Linked DNA regions of Sus scrofa: region 2 is linked to region 1. A link is a contact called in public HiChIP or PLAC-seq data. All regions are on one chromosome and are shown on one strand. Each heading gives the region's core, a stretch centred on a gene start, on an enhancer-like site or on the middle of the called end of the contact. The rest is flanking DNA. Distances are from core to core; before and after follow the strand shown. Region 1 holds the start of VENTX (homeobox protein VENTX). Region 2 holds the start of PAOX (peroxisomal N(1)-acetyl-spermine/spermidine oxidase).

Evidence for each region. HiChIP or PLAC-seq counts read pairs in DNA pulled down with a chosen protein or histone mark.
Region 2: an H3K27ac HiChIP or PLAC-seq map of alveolar macrophages shows a contact between it and region 1. The contact joins the promoter of PAOX here to the promoter of VENTX in region 1. A contact is called at or near these places in 4 of 47 Hi-C or Micro-C datasets (alveolar macrophages, heart right ventricle, liver and 1 more) and 2 of 2 datasets of contacts at active chromatin or transcription factors (alveolar macrophages and skeletal muscle).

What each region holds. Positions count from the first base shown.
Region 1 is chr14:141,267,795-141,273,985 of Sscrofa11.1, reverse strand. It overlaps VENTX (homeobox protein VENTX), which reads left to right and starts at 2,607. Exons shown (of 2, transcript XM_021073937.1): 1 at 2,607-5,090. The coding sequence starts at 4,447.
Region 2 is chr14:141,358,423-141,364,083 of Sscrofa11.1, reverse strand. PAOX (peroxisomal N(1)-acetyl-spermine/spermidine oxidase) reads right to left here and starts at 3,575. Exons shown (of 7, transcript XR_002338879.1): 1 at 3,293-3,575; 2 at 2,299-2,785; 3 at 1,388-1,587.

The DNA of each region.
Region 1 (6,191 bases), core at 1,358-3,857:
GACAGCTGGCTAACAATCTGGATCCTGCCTTTGCTGTGTGTGCTGACAGCTTCCCAGGGCCCAGGGACTAGGCTCCAGATGTCCTGGGGGCCATTCCGAACGGGACAAAATCATATGCTCCTATCGCTCCGGCCAGAGGGGCTTCTCCTCTGACCCTCCCCCATCAGGGAAAGGTTTTCAGCTTTAGCTGTAGAGAGGAAGCATGGCAGTGAGCCGGCAGAGGAGACAGAGGTGAACAGGAGGAAAGGGAAAAGCAGGAAGCGGCGGGCCGGGGCGGGTCCCGGGCCTCCTCTCCATAGCCCCCACCTTCGCCTGAGCCTCTCCGTCTCCGGCTGCATCTGCCTGGAAGCGGCGCCTCTCATGAGCCAAAACATCAGCGTGGGGAGTCGGACCTCACGTCCCACCTGGTGCCCCCCTTGTCCCATCTGGAGGACCTCAGGTCTCAGCTGCCCCTCCTTTATCACATCCACCAGCCACCGGAGCTCAAGCCACTTGATCCCCCTCTGGCCAGAGTCATGGGTAAAGCACCACTTGTGTTTGGAGCAACTTTCCAGTCGGTTGACTTCAACACAGAGGCCTTGGCCTGGCCCGTCAGGATGAATGGGAGGCTGTCTGGGGCCTCAGCTGACAGCGGTGACCTAGAGGATGAGGCATAAGCCGCGGTTTCCAGCATGGCTCCCCCTGGAGATGACAGTCTGGGAAGAACAGCCTTTGGAAGGGGCTGGGAGGGGTGGGTGGTCCTCCCTGGCCCAGGACCTGGGAGCCAGCTGCTGTCAGTGGCCCCCTGTGTACAAACGGCAATGTCACCACGGAGACTGTGGCCAGGACGGGACACTGCCATCGCTGTCCTAAAGGGGACAATCAGTTTCTTCAGTAACGTAAGCTTCAGTCCCACGGCACCGACTGCGTGAGCTCTGCATGACTTCACCTCCGAAGCATCAGACATTCCCCTCCGCCAAGCTTTTCTTTTTTTCTTTCTTTATTCTTTTTTTTTGGGGGGGGGAGGCTCACCCAAAACATACGGAAGTTCCCAGGCCAGGGATCAAATCCGAGCTGTAGTTGCCAGCCTGTGTCACAGCCACAGCAATTCAGGGTCCGAGCCTCATCTGCGACCTACACCACAGTTCATGGCCACGCCAGATCCCCGACCCACTGAGCGGGGCCGGGGATTGAACTCACATCCTCATGGATGGATACTAGTCAGGTTTGTTTTCTCTGCACCACACCAGGAACTCCTCCAAGCCTTAAGAGGAGGAGAATATCCATTTTAGTCCTGCACAGTTCCAAACTTGGCTGGATAAATCCTACTAAACAAAATCCATTCTCCAAATTCATCCCGCTACCCTGACCCCACTAAGGAAGGTCCTCGGGGCTTCCAACACCCCCATGTCTGTAATCGGCACTCATTTCTGGAAGCTAAGGATATGCTCACTGCCCATGAAGTCAGCACCAAGAGGAGACACTGGAACACAGCAGTCAAAGTGTCCGGGCCTTCGCTTGATCTGTCCCCTCGTGACTCAGAGCAAACTGCAGGAACAATGCCATTCGAACCAGGGACACTGCCTATGTAGATTGAGCGGGAGGTCTTTGGGGCTTTGGCATTGTTTCAAGGGCTCACCTGGGATGGGGGTGGGGGAGCACTGGCCTCAGCACCTACCAGCCTCAAGAATGGCCCGTGGCCCCACCTCCAATCCCAGAGCCCAGAGGGGCCACAGATGCCACCGGGCTGGAGACTTGTCTGTGCTCAAAACTGGGGTCTGGGCTTTGATGTCCAAGCTCAGGGCCCCACTCTCACCCCCATATCCTCCCTCCCTCCGCTGCTCCCCCGTGGGAGCCTGTGCCAGGCAGGGGCCTGGTCAGTGCTGGCCCAGCCTTGCCGTCAGGGGCGGATGCCAGTTTGGACCCTCAGGGAAGAGTGAGACTGTCCTGAAAGTCGGCCCTGCACCTGACCCCTGACCCCTGACTGGCCACCTGACCCCCACAGTCTAGACATGCCTCTAGGGAGTGCTGAGTGGACCTGGGGTAAGCGGGGGCAGTGGGCTGTCATCCTCACTAAAATTCTCCAGACATTCCAGGGAGTGCTTCCAAAGCAAGGGCTTTAATGATCTTCAATCAACTCCGAACATCTTTATTCCATCAGAAAGGGACAATCCGTCACGGAAAACGGAAAGAGCAGCTCTGGCCGCAGACAGAGCCCTGGCCCTGGAGGGGTTTGAGGGCTCCTTTCAGTCCTGCTTCTAAACTGTCATGGAAAAAACTTTCTGAATGAATTTCTCTAGACAAAGTGGTCCCCAAAGCTAGATTTCACTAAAGCAACCTTGGTTTTTCAAAAATAGACATGAAGAGGAGTTCTCATCATGGTGCAGCGGAGACGAATCCAACTAGGAACCATGAGATTGCGGGTTTGATCCCCGGCCTCGATTAGTGGGTTAAGGATTCGGCTTGCGGTGAGCTATGGCATAGGACACAGACTCGGCTTGAATCCTGCACTGCTGTGGCTGTGGTGTAGGCCGCCAGCTGCAGCTCCAATTAGACCCCCTAGCCTGGGAACCTCCATATGCCACGGGTGTGGCTGTAAAAAGTAAAACAACAACAAAAACCCCTAAAGTAAACATGCATCGAATTTGGTTGCCGGTCCTGTGTTCTGAGATAGTAATTGGACATAAAGTCGTCATCCGCAAACCAATTTCATGGTTTATTTTGAAACTCAGCCAGGGTTTCCTCCATGGAGGGAGGGAGTGGGGAGCAGGGCTTCTCTGCAGCACCCAAGAAGGTTTTTAAACCAAAGAGTCGTCTAGTTTTGGTAAAACAATCCGGATAAGTGCGTGCCTCTGTCCCGCCTTGGCTTCTCCTCCTCCGAGTCGTGGGGGACCTTCTCTGCCTGGTCTGGGGGCCCCGGGGGGTTTGGGGGTTAAGTCCCCCAACCGGGGGCTTTTCCCGGGTCTCAGGTTCCCGGTCTCTGGACAATTTCGCCCAGCAAGTGTGAAGCGAGAAAGGCTGACAGCCAATCCAACATCCAGAGATGGACTGGGGGCCCCTGACCAGGACCCGCCGGAAGGGTCCTGCCTGTGTCCCGGCCGTGCGTCCGAGGAGGTAAGAGGTCGGCCCCTCCGCCTTCCCCGCGGCTCCAGACCCTGTCTAGGGACCTTCGCTGGGCCCTGCTGTCTGCACCTGGGGTCAGGTAGCGGGACACCTGGGAGAGCTCCTAAAAAGCCACTCAGGGTCAGAGCACAGCGGCCCGACTTCAAGGTCATGGAAGCAGAATCCTCAGTCCGGGCGCAGCGTCCATGAAAAGCGGCCCCCAGGGTTCGGAGAGAGCGCCCGGGCCACGGCAGGCTCATGCCGAGGGTTCTGGCTCCGCGCTGGGGCGCAGGGGGAAGAGCAGCCGGCGAGCGACAGAGCGACAACACGGCAGGAGGCGCGGGCGCCGCGTCTCTGATGGCGCTGAACTCTCTGTGCCGCTGGAGCCGCGCGCGGTCACCGGCTTGCGCTCAACCAGGTCGCGCCCTCTCTGGGCTCCGCCGCGTGGGGAGGCCGGGGCCAGCTCCTCCTGCTCCACAGCTGCTCCAGCCGCCTGGGACAGGACCCAGGAGCGCAGCGCTCGGAATAGGACAGGCTGGCGCCGGGAGAGTGGAGCGCGCCAGGCGGGCGGGCCTGGGGAGCCAGGGTCCCGCCCCTCCCTGCCCGTCCTGCCTCCCGGGTCGGCGCAGCCAATGAGCGCCTAGATCTACGCTGCAGCGACCGCGCGATTGGACAGCCGACCACGACAGGGGCACCGCCCTTTTATAGGGCTCTGAGGGGCGGGGCGCCGCCGAGCCGGGGCCGTCTCGCCGAGTTTCGGCATGAACCCCGCTGGGCTCAGGACGTGCGGCGGGGACGGTGCGGGGCCCGGCCCGCTGCCCTTCAGCGTCGAGTCGTTGCTGGAAGCAGAGCGCGGGCTAGGCTCGGAGCCCACGGAACCCCGGGAGGAGAGGCCGCGGGGCGCCGCGGAACCCAGGACTTGGTTTCCGCTGGCCGCCCCCTCGTCCTCCCCACGTAAGTGCCCTGCCGCACGGTCCCAGGGTGCGAGAGGATCCCACCAAGCCCAAGGTCGGAGGACCAGGGCGGGAAGGGCGCTGTCCCTTGTAACTTTGGAGAGTAACCAGCCACTAAGGTGCGGCCTGAGCGCAGAGAAAGAACCAGCCCCCACGAGCCCGTCCGCCCCCTCCCGCGCGCGCGAGCCCTGCAGCTGCTCCCCGTCCCACGCCGATCAGGCTTCTGCTGTACCTTGGGGCGGAGCGCGCAACCCAAGACCCCGGGCTTCTTGTCTCAGATTCTCTCCTGCCGAGCACCCCTTCAGCCCCGTCAGTCCCCACGCGTGGTTAACTTCCGCTTCGCCGAGTCCCGCCTCTGCGGTTACCACTCAGTTCTTGCAGCGACTTCGCGCCCAGTCTCTCAGTTCGCCAAATGGGCAGAGGTCCCCCTCCCTGGGGCGCAGGGCCACCGATCTGGGGAACAGAGCCCGAGGCTACCGCGACGCGCCATCGCCCCTGTGCCTCGCTTCTCTTACCCCAGAGGCTTTGGAGGTCTCCTCTGAGGGCCGCGGTCACCCAGCCGCAACTTGCATCCGGCACCAGCCTTTGCGGTGATCCAGGAGTGCGGGAAAGGAGCGCGCGCTGCCGGGTCTCAGCGCCCGCTTTGTGCTCTTTACCCCCAGGCGCCCCCAGCCCCGCCCCCTGCCCCCTCCGGCCACACAAGAACCGCAAACCTCGGACGCCCTTCACCACCGCGCAGCTGCTGGCCCTGGAGCGCAAGTTCCGCCAGAAGCAGTACCTGTCCATCGCCGAGCGCGCTGAGTTCTCCGGCAGCCTGAGCCTCTCCGAGACGCAGGTCAAGATCTGGTTTCAGAACCGCCGAGCCAAGGCCAAGCGACTGCAGGAGGCCGAGGTGGAGAGGATGAAGCTGGCGGCCAGGCCGCTGCTGCACCCGTTTGCCCTGCCCTTCCCCCTGGGCACCCACCTGTACGGCTTCCCGGCGGTGTCCCGCGGTGCAGCAGGCTCCCTCCCGCAGGTACCGGGACGCCTCCCCTCGCCCCTGGCCGCCTACTGCAGGTATTACTTCTCCTAGGGCTGCGAAGCCGTGAGCCGGGGATCCCGCTGGGGAGGGAGGGCGAAGCCGGGACATGTTGGCTGCTGTCACCGGGGGCAACCCATCCCAGGGCCTGAGATGGGTCCCAGAGGGCAAGCGGTGCCCTCCGCCACAGCCTCTCCTGGGCTGCAGCACTGCTGCTACCCGTGCGCTGCAGGCATCTGGGCATTCTCTACATTTTTCAGGTTTTTGTTTTTGTTGTTAACAGCGTTATAATTGATGCCACAAGTCTGTTTGTGGGTAACATGTTCAAAACTGTTTTTAAAAAATCCTGTTTGTACCAAACTTTACTGAAAGACAGTGAGCATAGTTTCAGACACTGTCCTGGAAATGGACCAAAACAGAGCTTACCATTCTGTACAGAGCACCAGTTAGGTATTTGGAGGGTGACTGTGGGCCTGCCCGCCACACCCTTGCTTCCGCAGCTGCCTCTGCTCAGAACCTAGTGGACTGTTCGCGGCTGCAGCAGGAAACTGATTTCCAACAAAGAGATGACAGTCACCGTTTGGTGCCAGGACTGCTAATGAAACTTACTAGTTATTTTCACTACTAGGTGGCTCGTGGTAGTAACTGAATGGAAACTTTCACACTTGTTTCAGGGAATTTTTCCTGCTTTTTTTTTTTTAAACTAGAAAGCATCCTGGAGCCTGAGGCAAGATGCTCTGGGGGGAGGGGGCGTGTGTGTGAGTGTGCATAAGGCGTCCACTCGTGGGCCAGGCGGCCTTGGAGCCGTGGCCTCGGGGGATTGTGGGGCACACTCTCAGGCCTGGCTCTACCGCTTGCCTTGGGGGGGCAAAGCAGAAGCGAGACCAGGGTGAGCGGGTGTCCGGTGGGAAGAGGAGTCACAGTGCATGCACAGCAGGACTGGCGCACCAGGGGCCAGGTGTGACCAAAAGGCCGGGCCCTGAGTCACCGGGGCGGCAGTGGCTGGGGACCTGCTGGTCATCCTTCTGTTGCCGCTTGACAACGTGCTGAGTTAATTTGGGAAAATGACACCCAGGCACGAAGTGAAATGACGGTCCACCCCTCCGAGGGTCTGCAGGGTGGCCCCCAGCCCTCGCATT
Region 2 (5,661 bases), core at 2,326-4,825, 89 kb before region 1:
ACAATCAACCCACCAGGAAACTAGACACCGGCTGTGAGGGTCCAGGAGAGGGCCAGCCGCCCGCAGCCACCCCCTCTCTGGGCAGACCTTCAGCCTGGCAGTTCCTGCTGCTGGAATCAATCCTGCACTTATAGCCCCGAGCGTGTTCAAACACACACACACACACTGCGTGCGAGAGAACACCTGGCAACAACCCAAACTGCCATCAATATCGTCACGACACCTCCATGGAGAAGACACGGGGCAGCTGTAAAAACAAACATGACAGGTGCCTGGCCCTGTGAACAACGGCGCCACAGCCGCAGTGACGCCCCTGCTGCCAGCAGCAGCCTCGTGAGCATGCGCACAGCCGTGCGGGAATGGGGCCACCCGTGGGAAAGAACGAAGGCCAGGCTGGACCTGTCGGCGCTGATCCAGAGACCACGCAGCAGCAGAACCATGTTACCACGTCTGGTGTGGTTCCGTCGTGGGAAAAAGGAGCTGCACATTAAACAAGCTTACCTACACCCAGGACCCTCTGCGGGGACCCACAGGCCATGGGGGGTGGGGCCGTGACTCCCGCCTTCATCTTTTATTTTTATTTTTTTTAGGACCGCACTCCCAGCATATGGAGGTTCCCAGGCTAGGGGATGAATTGGAGCTGTAGCCGCCGGCCTACACCACAGCCACAGCAACGCGGGATCTGAGCCACGTCTGTGACCACAGCTCACAGCAACGCCAGATCCTTAACCCACTGAGTGAGGCCAGGGATCGAACCTGTGTCTCATCAACGCTAGTCAGATTCATTCATCCATCCCCGAGCCCCGACGGGAACTCCCTGCCTTCACCTTACCTCTGCTCTGGCACCTGCTGGCTTTGTGAACTTGGGCAGTGAAGTGACTTGTGTCTGTTTGCATATGTCATTCAGGGGATGGGGCAGGTGTGTCCCAGGAGGAGCGAATGAGCTGAGCAGCCCAACCTGCTTTCAGCCACCTCCACCTTCTACCAGACAGCCAGCTCCCACGCCAAGACTCCATCTAAAGCATCGGGTCTGGATTGCACAGGATTACACAGGACTCCTTCCTCAATTACCCCCCAGACCTAGACTTGATGCCTGGCCTTCGCCCTTCCCACCTCTAAGCAAGTGGCCTGGCGAGCCTCCGGAGGCTCCCGACCTTTCCATAAACTACCTCCAAAAAGAGCAAGACACCCACTGATCCGCGTTTTCTTTGTGAGACGGAATTCCAAAGCACTCGACTGCTACAAAGCACAACAGAGGAACTCCACCCAAAATTCAGAATGAAAACATGGGTTTACAAAACGCCCCAGAGCCAGAGAGCCTGGAGAAAGCCAGAGGGGGGCCCTGGGACGGGAACTGGAGGACGCTGCCGGGCAGGGGGGGCTTTACCCAAGGGCACAGTGACGATGACGTGATGCGCTGGGAAGCAGCCTCCATCCTCACACTCCACCAGCACTGGAAACGCCTCCCCAGGAGCAGAGGCTTCCTGGAAGGACCCGTTCCAGCGAATGGTCTTCACGGGCTTGTCGAAAACCATCACGTCCGTGGGCAAGGAGGCCGCCATGCGGTCCGTGAGTCCTTGGTAGCCCCTGGGAGAGAGAGGTGTGGCCTGCTTAGGACCAGGCCTGGAGATGAGTCTCTGCAACAAGCCCTCCAAGCTCACACCAGGTCAGAGCTGCAGGGGCTCTGGCGCGGCCCGAGGGCTCGGCTCAGCCCCGGAGGGGGGCAGGGAGAGAGGGGTCTCGCGCCTCCAGGTCCCCCAGAGGGTCAAGTGGGCGAAGGGATGCAAAGCGGGCCGGGTCACGGTGGAGAACAGGTCCCTCCTCGGCTGGCCTGGGCCCCAGGTCTGGGTCGACTGAGTCACCGTGCCCACCCTCAGCCCCTGTGCAGGAGCCTTGGGGCCACAGGCCCAGAGGTGGCACCAGAGTAAGTCCAGCAGGACAGTCCTGGAGAGTCTTGTGAGTGCTGGTGGGGGAGCAGCTCCCCCGACACCGCCTGCCTGAGGCTGAAGCCTCCACACAGCGCTTACACGCACGCAGGAGGCCACCTAAACGTGGGAGGACAAAGCACCAGAAGATTCCAAGATATGTTTCCTTCTTTTACCCATTTTTTCTTGAAAATAAGTTTCTTTTTCATGAATCAGCAAAACAGGGACATAAATGACCAATCTCTGAAACAGGAAGACAAACAGCTCCCTGTACTTCCCACCCAGCCCCTTCTACCCAAAGACTGACTGAGTTACAGGGAGGGGGGCCCTGGGGGCGTGGAGGGCTGTCCAGGTGCGTGGAGCCTGCACATACCCAGGAAAGGTGCAGTCCAGCCCAGGCAGCACTGTGTACTCTCCAAAAGGCGCGAGGGCCACCAGGTCCATGCTGTGGGTACCACTGACACAGCACTCCACGTTGAAGAGGTTGTTCAGGATGGCCAGCTTGAGCATCTTGGTCCCCTCACCCTCTGCCCAGCTGGCCACGTGCTCCCGGATCTGCTTCTTGAGGTACTCCCCAACGCTGGGCGCCGGGGCCTCGGCCGAGTGCAGGAACTCCCTGGTCTGGTCTATGAGGCTGTAGAACAGACTGGACATCTCCGCCACCAGCTCAAGGCTCACGCTTCCCCCGGAGCTGGTGTAGGTCACAGAGGGCAGGCCCACGTGACCCCCGGTCTCCACCAGCTGGTTCTCCTCGGACAACTCCTTCTCCCCCAGCAGCCCATACCTGGCAGCCAGCTGGAAGACGGGGTTGCTCTGGGAGGGCCCATGGATCCAGTGAGCACCTACCTCCACCACACCACCTGGGAGAGGGCAAGAGATGCCACCTCGAGGCTCCCTCCCCCAGCCCTTCTCAAGTACCACACCAGCTCTGCCCTTCCCAACATGCTCTGAAAATCAGCCAAAGGGCCACACGGTCCCTAAGGACAACGGACTCTCCAGGCAGACCCCCAAGAGGTAGGGGCTGGCCTGCACCTGCCTTGGGAGAACACCTGGAGGTAGTGCCTATGGGGGAAGGAAGGCCACAGGGGGAGCTCCCTGCAGGGACAGAACCAGAGTAACTGCGTAGAGCCCTGGGCCCCGTTCGCCCCTGCTCAATGACGGCAGCTGAGTTTCGGGACCACTGAACTTTGGCTAATTAAGGGAGGCGCGGCGAGGATTCCATCACGGGGCTAGATAACGGTTCCGGGTCGCATAACCCTGGAAGCAGGCCCAGCCAGGAGACGGCAGAGCTCCCGCAGCACCGAGTGGGTTCCGGGAAGGGGTTCCGGGAAGGAGTTCCGGGAAGGAGCTCCGGGGCAGGCTGTTACCGAAGCTGCGCTCCGAGCGGATGCGGCCACCGGCACGGGCTGTGGCCTCCAGAACCCGCAGGGACGGCAAGGCGGAGCAGCAGCAGAGCCTCTGCGCCGCTCCCAGCCCGGCGATGCCGCCGCCCACCACCAACACCCGCGGACCGCGGCCTGGGGCCTCTGCCTGATGGCCACTCGACTCCATCGCGCCGTCCCGGGGAGTTCCCGCGCTGCCCAGCCGCTCCGACGTGCCGGGAGCAGGGAAGACACGTGAGGCGGGCGGAGGACGCGGGGCGGGAGCGCAGGGCGGGGCCAGAAGTGGGTGGGGCGCGCGGCTGGGGCGGAAGGCGGGGCTGGAGGTGGAGCTAGGGCGCGGGGCGGGTAGGAAGGCGGGGCTGCGGGTGGAGCTACGGGCGCGAGGCGGGGCCAGAGGAGGAACTGGACTCGGGGCGGGGCCCGAGGTGGAAGAGGGCGCGAGGCCGGGCGGAAGGCCGGTCGCGAATTGGAGTTTAGGGCTGCGGGGCGGAGCCAGAGGAGGAAAGGGATTAGGGGCGGGGCGGACGGCGGGGCCAAAGGTGGGGCTAGGAGCCCCGGGAAGGCCAGGCTCCCGATCCTCCCCACTCGGCTTACACCTGCGGCTCGGCCAGGGGCTGTCCCTGGAGGTCTGGCCCAGTGCCTGGTTAGGTGGTGGAGGGCCGTCCGAGAAGGAGAGGGCGAGCGTGGAGGGATCAGTTTTGTAACCCCTGCTGCCCAACGGTGTGGACCAGCATCCCACCGAGGGACAATGGGGCGGCCGGGTAGCGAGGCGACTCATGTCTCCTTCCAAAGGAGGCCTCCATCCTGCGCCTTCACGTCTGAACCCGGTGGTGCGCGCGACCGAAGTCCGAGCGCGGGCCCGGTGGGTACTAAGATGTCAGGGCGGGCTGGGGAGAGAGCCTCCAGGCCACGGCACTGGTGTGTGTGTGTGGGGGGGTGGTCTGTGTGTCTGTGTACACATTTTAAAAGGTATAACACATATTAAAGGTCAAAAGCTCAAGGAGTTCCTGCTGTGGTTGTAGTGAGTTAAGAACCAGCTACCGTGGCTCAGGTGGCTGGCAAGGTGCGGACTTATCCCTGACCAGAGAACTTCCCTGTGCTGTGGGTGTGACCATAAAAAGTAAATAAATAAAATACGAATTCAAAATAAAGGATAAATGGAAAAATGAGTCTCATGTCCCTCTCTCCTCTGGCCCCAGGAAAAGGAGACACATTCAAGCCTGTAGGCGTTTCTGGGTAGCTCTGGTTCAGGGAGTTCTCCTGTACCGCCTGGCAGGGATTAAAAAGCTCCTGCTTCTGCAGCCGGAGTGTGGTCAGACGTCCCTATGAACCCTCCACAGCCACAGCTGGGGCCCCGCCGCTCTGATCCAAGGAGGTTCTCCCATGGACTTTGCGTGGCCACCTTTCTCAGTGGGGCTGGGCAGGTGGGGAGTTAGCCCCAGACTGGGCAGGTGGATTTTCTGTCTGGGCTCTTCCTCCGTTTTCTCCCTCTCTCATCATCCATGTATTTTTGTATTCACTCACTTGGTGAAGCTGACAGAGGTGTCTGGGAGATCACTTTTTATTTAAAATATTTTTGCAAAGCTGAAAATGTCTTCACTTTGCCCTCACCCTTGATTTGTCGTTTGCCTGGGTATGGAATTCTAAGCCAGAAGGCTTCCTTCAGACTCTGAAGGCACTGCTCCCTCCTAGGAGTGGGAGAAGTCCACGGCCGTTCCACTTTCTAACGCTTTACCAGCAGTGGAGGCCTTTAAGATCTTCTCCTGAAATCTCACGCCACGGGGCCTGCATGTGCCCCCAGTTGTATTTCCTGCGTTGGGCACTCAAAAGGCCCCCAGTCTGGAAACTCCTGTCCTTCAGTCCTGGCAAAGGATTTCAGTGGTTGTCTCACTCAACAATCGTTTCTACTGATGACTCATGGGTCCCCGAGCAGACTCCCTAATGGCTGCAGTTAGCTCTCTCTAAAGTCCTTAATTTAGGCTCTCAGACTTTGAGCCGGGCCCTAGAACGCTTCGGCTGCTCTCTCCTCCTTTCCATCTGCACCTTTCTGCTCTGCTTCCGTAGGATTGTTTCCACTGAAGCTTTTGTGTCCGCTGCATAGTGTTAATTTCCAGGAGCCCTTTCTTCTTGTACAAATATTTCTTTTTAGAGACGAGAAGGGGGCTCGTCTTGCTTCCAGGAGAGCGTCCCCACTCAATGGGATGTGAGTCACAGTCCCTGAGGCGCTGGGCCCCTGCCTAGTCCCTGTCTCCGGGTTCTTCTCCCCGTTTCTTTTGGCTCTGTCTTCAGGGAGAAGCTTTCCGAGTTGTCAGGTGGTGTTGGTCTGTGTGTTCCTGACAAGGGTGGTAGACCAG